2 separate regions of the Rattus norvegicus genome follow, and region 2 is linked to region 1. The links are chromatin contacts, called in public Hi-C maps. All regions are on one chromosome and are shown on one strand. Each heading gives the region's core, a stretch centred on a gene start, on an enhancer-like site or on the middle of the called end of the contact. The rest is flanking DNA. Distances are from core to core; before and after follow the strand shown.

The links. Hi-C and Micro-C count contacts between places; a contact is called where the count stands out from the background.
Region 2: a contact with region 1 is called in a Hi-C map of Schwann cells, with 5 times the contacts expected there. The contact joins the enhancer-like site here to the promoter of Rbm39 in region 1. A contact is called at or near these places in 8 of 12 Hi-C or Micro-C datasets (the A7r5 cell line, Schwann cells, frontal cortex and 5 more) and 1 of 1 datasets of contacts at active chromatin or transcription factors (oligodendrocytes).

What each region holds. Positions count from the first base shown.
Region 1 is chr3:165,153,969-165,157,977 of GRCr8, reverse strand. Rbm39 (RNA binding motif protein 39) reads left to right here and starts at 1,743. Exons shown (of 17, transcript NM_001013207.2): 1 at 1,743-1,992; 2 at 2,624-2,687. The coding sequence starts at 2,637.
Region 2 is chr3:165,243,951-165,247,959 of GRCr8, reverse strand. The region is part of intron 9 of Phf20 (PHD finger protein 20); the gene reads right to left. Among named protein-coding and RNA genes, the nearest start is that of Cnbd2, 33 kb to the left of the region's middle. Within about 2 kb of position 2,114, at least 34 of the 93 cell types and tissues checked have an H3K27ac peak or open chromatin away from gene starts, as enhancers often do. A contact at or near this core is called in Schwann cells and liver, where this site is marked.

The sequences.
Region 1 (4,009 bases), core at 494-2,993:
GCCCTGGGTTCGGTGCCCAGCTGGGGGGGGGGGAGAGGACAGCTGTAGAGAGATAGAAAACAGAGAGGGGCTTGATCTCTCCTTAGTTAGGCGAGACCCTGCTTACTCTGGGTGAAAGGGCATCTCTGTCACCCCTCACCCTATGGTCCAAATACCTATAGAGAAAGATGGGATGTGGCCCCTTATAGGGGCAGGGAAGTTTTGGTAGCCCATAAGGGAAGTTGGAAACTATCAGTGGTTTCAGGCACTGTGCCACATCTAAAAGAGAAATGCATATAATCTATTTTTTTTTTTTTCGAGAGAGGGTCTCACTACCTAGTTCTGGCTGGCCTGAACTCCTCAGATAGACTAGACTGACTTCAAATTCACAGATATACCCCTGCTTCTGTTTCTGAGGGCTGGAATTCTGGACAAGCACCACCAGGCATGCTAGAAAAGCCACCCCCCCAAACTGTTCTACATGGCCAGCCCCAAGAAGTTTCCAGCCATGAATCCACTCCATCTTCCTACTCCTAAGGAGCCTTCCTTCATACATTCCATGGAGAGTTTGCATGGTCAACAGACAACATCGACTGCTAAACCTGGGAATTCATTAGTGAAGGTTTGCAACCTTGGTTAGTGTTAAGCCTATCCTTGCTACTAGTTATGATATTCCCCTCTTCAGGAAGAGATGGAATTTATGGAGAGCTTAATTTACTTGCCCAAGGTCATACAGTGTTGGAGCAGCTACACTAACCAAGGTGTGACATTTTGAATCTTTAATACCCTCAATTATTAAGCTGCAGATAGGTTTCAAGACTGGTTTGATATTTCATTTTATTTCAAAACTTTTTCTATTACGTGAAAGGGAAAAAAAATCTTCCAATGATCACTCAGCTTCTCTGTCACAGTATGAACCACTCCCAAATACATAAAAAGCAAACAAAAGAAAAATCCAATAAAAAATAAACGAAACAGTGAATTTACACGTAGACAGTCAAAATCCTAGGGAAAAGCGAGGATACCTTTAAAGTAACAAATAACTCCGACACATAGCCCGACTAAATTCAGGGGTTAGAAAGCTACAAACTGCAGTTTCTTCCCACCCAGCCTCTGGTTTCCAAGGGTGTTTAGAAGCTTAACCATCGAGACCACATCCGACTGGTGACACCAAATGACAAGAAAATCGTACTTTTTATTCCCCTTCGCTTGTGTACATCTCATTCTTGTAAGCATGAGTTTTCACCGTCGGTGAATTTGGACACGAATGTCTTACCCTACAGCCATATGTATTCTAATAGGTTGCCTTATGGCGACCTTGACAGCCATATGTGTGGGAGGACCGGTGTCAGGGGTGGGGGGCGGTCGGCTGTGAGAGGGGAAACCTTCACACCCAGCCGGGATGACAGCAAAGATCCACTCAGCAAGGAATTCTTCCAAAGATTGACAGTCAGTGCACCAACTGTCTTTGCCCTGGAGACAGCGTAGCCTCGCGAGATTTGGTGCATATCTGGAGGGGGAGTCCGAGAAGCCTTTCCGAATTGGGGAAGGGAGAATGGGATCATCTGTGGCGCAATCATTGCACGAGATTGGGCCATAGTCGCCGGAGCCGTAGTGAGATCTCGCGATATTTCGTGCTCTCCAGTCTAGAACACCGGGCAGTTTCTCGCGAGAGCCCGTGCTGAGGCTCCGGGAGACCCCGGGTGTTTGTGTGTGTGTATGTGTTGGTGAATGTGAATACGGAGGAGCAGCGGCCGCCATTTCAGGGAGCTAGCCGACGCTGTCGCAGGGGTGGATCCTGAGCTGCCGAAGCCGCTGCCCTGCTCTCCGTCGCGGGCTCCTTTAATCCCATTGTTTCTTTTAGATTCGTTTGGGCCTAGACGCCCTCGGGGCCCGATATTCGGGTTGGGCGGTACCGCGGCCTGGGCCTAGTGACTTAACAGTAGCAACAGCAGCGGCGGCGGCGGCAGCCGACTTCCCGATTCGAGCACAGGCGCGCGAAAATCCGCACAGGTATAGGGCGTCGCGGACTGCTAGTAGTGGTCAGCCTTCCTTAGGTTGGGAGGTCCGGGATGCCGAGGCTTTAGCGGCTTTTATAGGTGCGCAGAGGGGGAGGGGGCCCTTTCGGCAAGGTCGGTCACTTCTCCCTGGCTGTGCCCTTCAATTCTGGCAAAGTCACTGTGGAGATTTTGGTAGTGTCAGGGACCTCCGTGGGTTCTCGGGCAGATAAAGATCTGTCCTTTTCGAGGCCGGGGCTGGTCGCGACCTCCCAACATGGCGCCTGTCGAACGCTACCTTGGTACACAACCCCTCCCAGCAGAGGGAGTTTCCCTCTGCCGCTAAAATGGCAGCGCGGGTTTTGTGTGAAGGGAAGCGCTCTGGTTCATATTCTCAGGTTTGGTTTTAGGGCATCCTGGGCGGGTTTTTAAAATCGGACATTGAGTTCTGCTCCTATGTTAGATGAAAGATACATTAAATCATTTACTTACCAAATGAAGTTTGTGGAGTGTGCATCGCACAATTTTAGTCACTGGGGCTTTTAAAGGATTTTTCTCAAGCTTTGAGTATTGTAGGTCAAGGAGACATTTTATTTTGGTCGTAATTGCAGGTTGTTTACTTACAGGACTGTCTTGTTCTTCTTTAGGCGAGTAGAGAAAATGGCAGACGATATTGATATTGAAGCAATGCTTGAGGCCCCTTACAAGAAGGTGAGAAAACATGCTAGTGAGCTTCAATATATTTCTTAATTTAGCATTATTCACGAAACTACTGCTGAAATGTAAACTAACCTTCCCGGAGCCCTCTTGATTATCTTATCAGAGATGCATTACGTGTAACTTACAAAAGTAAATATATGCTATTGATGTAATAATATTGTGCAGTAGTTTCACTTCAGCGTGATGAATAAATGCCCATCTATCTCTCTTTGTAGACTTGCCTAACGATATCTCACCTCTACTCCCATGAATTCACCTTTGATTCCAGTGTGAACTGTCAATCATAAGGTAGTAATTGAGTGACTTATCGCTGTACCGTGGTCCCCTAGGTAAAATGACTCAACTAAGAATTACCAGCTCCAGTTTGGTATAGCAAAAAGGTGAATGCAGTGGTTTGGGAAAATTGCAGGGGTCCAAGAATAATAAAATATAACCAGTCTCTGGCAAGAAAATCTTATGAGTCTTGAAAGAAGAAATGGGTGAGATTTAAAATTATACTTTATATAAATAGATATAAGGCTGGTGATAGTAAACCTTAAAACAGGCAGGTATTGATCTGCTTTTCAGTTAATAATTACTAAGATTCTTGGATCCCTGAATAGAAATTAAAGAAAAAAAAACAGAAAAAGAAAAGAAGAAAAGAAAAAAAAAAAAGGAAAGGCAAGAGACAGTATCACAGCTCAGAGTCACTTGATGACTGTTTTACTGCTCTCCATAGCATTTTGTTTTTAATTAGGCCCTGCCATAGTTTTTCACACTAAACTAGAAAGGCAGTATTTTGGCTAGTAATACAATATGACCCATTTCGGTATGACAGTAAAAGTAAGCACTCTTCATTCTTTGACCAGTTGGTGGTGAAAATAGCAGTGTGCATGCATGCATTGTCACTGGTGTCACAGACCTTAAGCCTTGTAACTTAGATATCCTATATTGGTGATGTATTCAAACTGAAATCAACCTTGCGCTTAAACCGTTTAAAAATAATACATTTGTCTTGGAGTGTAGCACGACCATGTGGTGCCTTTTGGATGAATTCTGATAGCTTTAAATAGTCTAATTTTGTAATGCTAGACTCTTGAAGCCATACTTTCTGTTTTAATGTTTCTTGTCTTAGTTTAACTTGGATATAATTCCATGTAAACAGGTATGGAAGTAGGAAATGTTTAGGCTGGAACTGGTGGATTATTAATTAACTTTTCTTGGGTTCTTGGGAGTCAACATTACTAAAGCAGTGTGAATCCCTGTTTGCTTCAGGGCGAGATGTGTGACAGAGGTGGCATCAAGCTCTTACAGTCCCAACCCTCCAACGGAAA
Region 2 (4,009 bases), core at 865-3,364, 90 kb before region 1:
TAATAATAATAATAATAATAATAATACCATAACTAAGTATTTTACAGGTTTGTGAAAGAGTAACTTTCTCCACTCTGAAGCAATGAAAAACAACCCAAGAATAACCAAACAGATTCCAATTTAAAATACCAGCCAAATGTTAAAATGGAAATGCCATATAGTTTTTTTTTTTAATTTAATCTATTTATTTATTTATTTTGGGTTCTTCAAGACAAGAGTTCCTCTGGGTAGCCCTGATTATCCTTGTCCTAGAACTCACTCTATACATCTGGCAGATTTCAAACTCAGATCTATCTGTCTGGCTCTGCCTGTCAAGTGCTGAGGTGTCAAGTGCCACCACCGTCATGAGAGATGTACCTTTTTCTTTATGAAATATAGTCTGGCTGTAAACTTGTGGTCCTCCTGAGCGCTGGATGACAGCTGTGTACTGCCATATCTGGTTTATGTGCTGAGGTTTAAAACCAGGATTCCTCCAAGCTAAGCAAACACTTTACGAAGTAAGCTATATCCCGGGCCTGTGCTATGTAAATTTAGGGAACCATGAAATAGAATATGTAGGGTAGGTAGAGCATTTCCAGCACATGTGAGGCTGCAGTTCCACCCCCAGAGGAGAATACAGCAAAAGAGCAAGGTGTAACGGCTCAAGTCTGTAACCCCAGACGGAGGCAGGAGGTTTGCCTTGAGGTTAACGGCAATCTGGGACTGTAGATTGAGACCCCGTCTAACAGAAATCAACTGTTAAGGGTGCCAGGGGGTCCAGCTCAGTTGACAGCTGGCTGGCTGCTGTGCCCAAAGCCTTCAGTACTGAATACACGAAGCTTAGGTGGCTGACAATGGCAGCACACTGGAAGGAGACGGGAGATCAGGAGTTGAAGATATCTTCACTTACACCAGCTCCAGGCCAATGCAGGATACAAGACACCCGGTCTCAAAATTAATTAAAAATTATAAAGGGGCACTGTGCTTTTTTCCTGTCAACTTTAGAACCATGTATACTAGGAAAAGAGATACAATAGTGAGTTGGGTGTGGTGGCACCTACTTGCAATCCCCAGTACCTGGGGACGGAAGAGCGATGGTGAATTTGTGGCTAGTTAAGGGCTAGAAAATATAAAAGGAGGCTTAAACAGGCATGTGCGCTCTCGAGTGTGCTCTCGCTCGCTCGCTCTCCCCCCCCACACATATACATATATACATATATGTATATGTGATATATATATATCTCCATCCAAAAAGCACAAGGGCAGGCGGAGGAGAAGGGCCCACTTGAGAAACTCTAAGCGGCTTCTTCGATGTCTGCACCACTTCTGTAATGTCAGCTGTCACTCCGCCACACTCCCTTCCACAGATAGAAGCTACAGAAATCCTACCTACTAACTGATGTTGATGCTCAGGCAGGACTTCATTCTGTGCCCCATACAGGCCTTGAATACACGTGTAGCCTAGGCTGACCTTGAACTCATGGGGCGGCCCAGTATAGCCTCGAATTTACTGTGACCTTGCAGCCTTGGCCTCCCAAGTGTTGACATTGTGCATGTGAAGTCACCATGTCCCTCTTCTTTGCGCTCTATTTAACATTTTCATGGGCGTGAGATAACTTGAAATGAGACTTACTTAAAAATGTACACAGGGCTGAGGGTGCTAATTCAGTGGTTCACCCTTCCTTGGCTTGTACAAAGGCCTGGGTTTAATCTAGCACTATCCAGGGAAGAGGGATAGCTGGGTGTATAGCTCAGTAGCAGAGTATGCACTCAGTAGGAGTGATCTGTGGTTCAGTCCTCAGCATTAAAAAAAAAATATTACACACATATGTACTTACACATGCATATACATGTATGTCTATGCTCAGGAAAAATACCTTGTGGTCCAACAAGATGGTTTGGTGGGTAAAGGTACTTGCTGTGTACACCTGGCAATATGCTTTTGATTCCCAAAACACAGATAAAAGGTAGAAGGAGAGAAGTGACTCACAAGGTTGTCCCCTGACCTTTATGCATCTGGTCCCAGTGAACATTTCCTGGCTCTCACCCAGAAGATAAATTTCTGCATACACACAGACCAAGAGAGAGCACTGAACATCTACTCCACAAGATGGCAGTGCTGCCCCTGCTGCCTGGGCTGGGCTTTAGGAGGCCCTGCTGCCAGCCGTGTATAAACTTGATGTGTTGTTCCCAACAGCTGCAGAGGAGTCTCTCATAGACCTCTCCGGCCATGACTCCATCTAGGGTTAGAAACCCTAACGAAGGCTGTGGCTGTGCTGGAGAGCAGTCACTACCCAGTGACTGAGCAGCCCCTGCCCCCTGCGGCTGTTTTGCTGACAACCCAGCCCATTTCCTACTCACTTACGTAAGGGTTTCTGGCTCACGTGTCTTTAGCAGCCTTCTTCCCAGCAAGCTTTCCCTATCAACTGTATTCCCACAAAGCCCTTGTTTCGAAACAAATTCCAGAAATACTATTTTGCTTGAAGGACAACATATCTCTCCCTTTTACCTACAGAATTCCAAAGGCGACCTCCTTCCATACATTCTGATTACCTACTGCATGTTGCCCCTTGTTGGAGTGACACACTACTGTGACAAGTGCCTGGGAAGAGGTGGGCCTGCTCCTTGCTGTACCAAATCCCTCAAGGCAGCACTCTGCCCTCTTGTCATTGTGTCCTTAGCAGTCAGCAGTTAGTTCATCAGCAGCTAGGAGGGCACAGTTGGGGGAGGGGAGGCAGGATTTGGGAGCAAACTAACAATCCATAATTTTGACTAGGTTGCTTCTTTGTCTACTGTGAAGTTAGATTAACTTGAAAAGTCAAGAACTCCACAGATTCCTTAAAGCAAATGTCTCGGACTAAGAAGAACTTCCCTGCTCAGCCTTAACCTACTTTAGGAAGCCTGCAACTAAGTCAGAAACCACATATCTGATCGTCCCATGGACCACACAGTGCTCTGCCCCCACCTTCCAAGGCCCTTCTTCCAACCTCCACTAAACACTAGGACCATGACTCTCTGTAAACTGAACAGCTAGAGCTCTTTTGGCACACAGGAAGGGCTCAGAGTGAGTCCTGAGTTCAGTTCCTCCACAGTAGGTACACATGGCTTAACCAATAAGGGTTTCTGGACTCCACATTTTGATTTATCCAATCTGTTGGACAGTAAAATGATTATACATCTGTGGCTCTGGTCAAGAAAACATAACAAGGAATGAAAGATTATGCCTACAATGCCAGTACATACAGACTGAGATAGAAAATTTATTAAACAAACAAAACAACAAAACTGTCTGAAACAAAAACATTAAAACAAAACAAAACAAAAGCTAAGTTTGAAGAATAGGACTTTTCTAGGCATTACGCTAAACAGACCTAGTTAACTTACAGTGCAACACTTATTAGATTCTAAAACTCCAGTGACAAGGACCTTTCTGTTCACTTTATAACAGATAACCAGCCACCAAGACTGTAGGTTACAGCTACCAGGCAAGGCTCCAGTATGTTCTTTGTTCCATGTTCCAAGCAGAATACTCACAAATAAGATGGTTAAAATAGAGCCTAGAGCTTGCATATACTATCTCCTGATTCAATGAACAGATAGATGGGCGACTGTTAGAACAACTATAAAATTCTACAAAGTCAGGAGAAATCTTTTAGAAACAAGAGAAACAAAACAGGTTATTTCTTTGAAGTGATCAATAAAATTGGTAGCTCCCTAGCCAAAATAGCAAAAGGGATTATAAAACAAAATCAGAAATGAATGGAGTATAGCACTAATCTTAGCACTGCGAAAGCAGAGGCAGGCAGTGCTCTGTGAGTTCAGAGCTATTCTGATCTACAGTGAGTTCCAAGACATCCAGAGCAACCATCATATTTAGAGTCTGTCTCTGTCATTCTCTTACACAGACACACACAGACACAGACACAGACACACACACACAGACACAGACACAGACACACACACACACACACACACACACACACGTACACACAGAAAACTGAATCAAGGATTCTGTTTTCTTTTGCTTGAC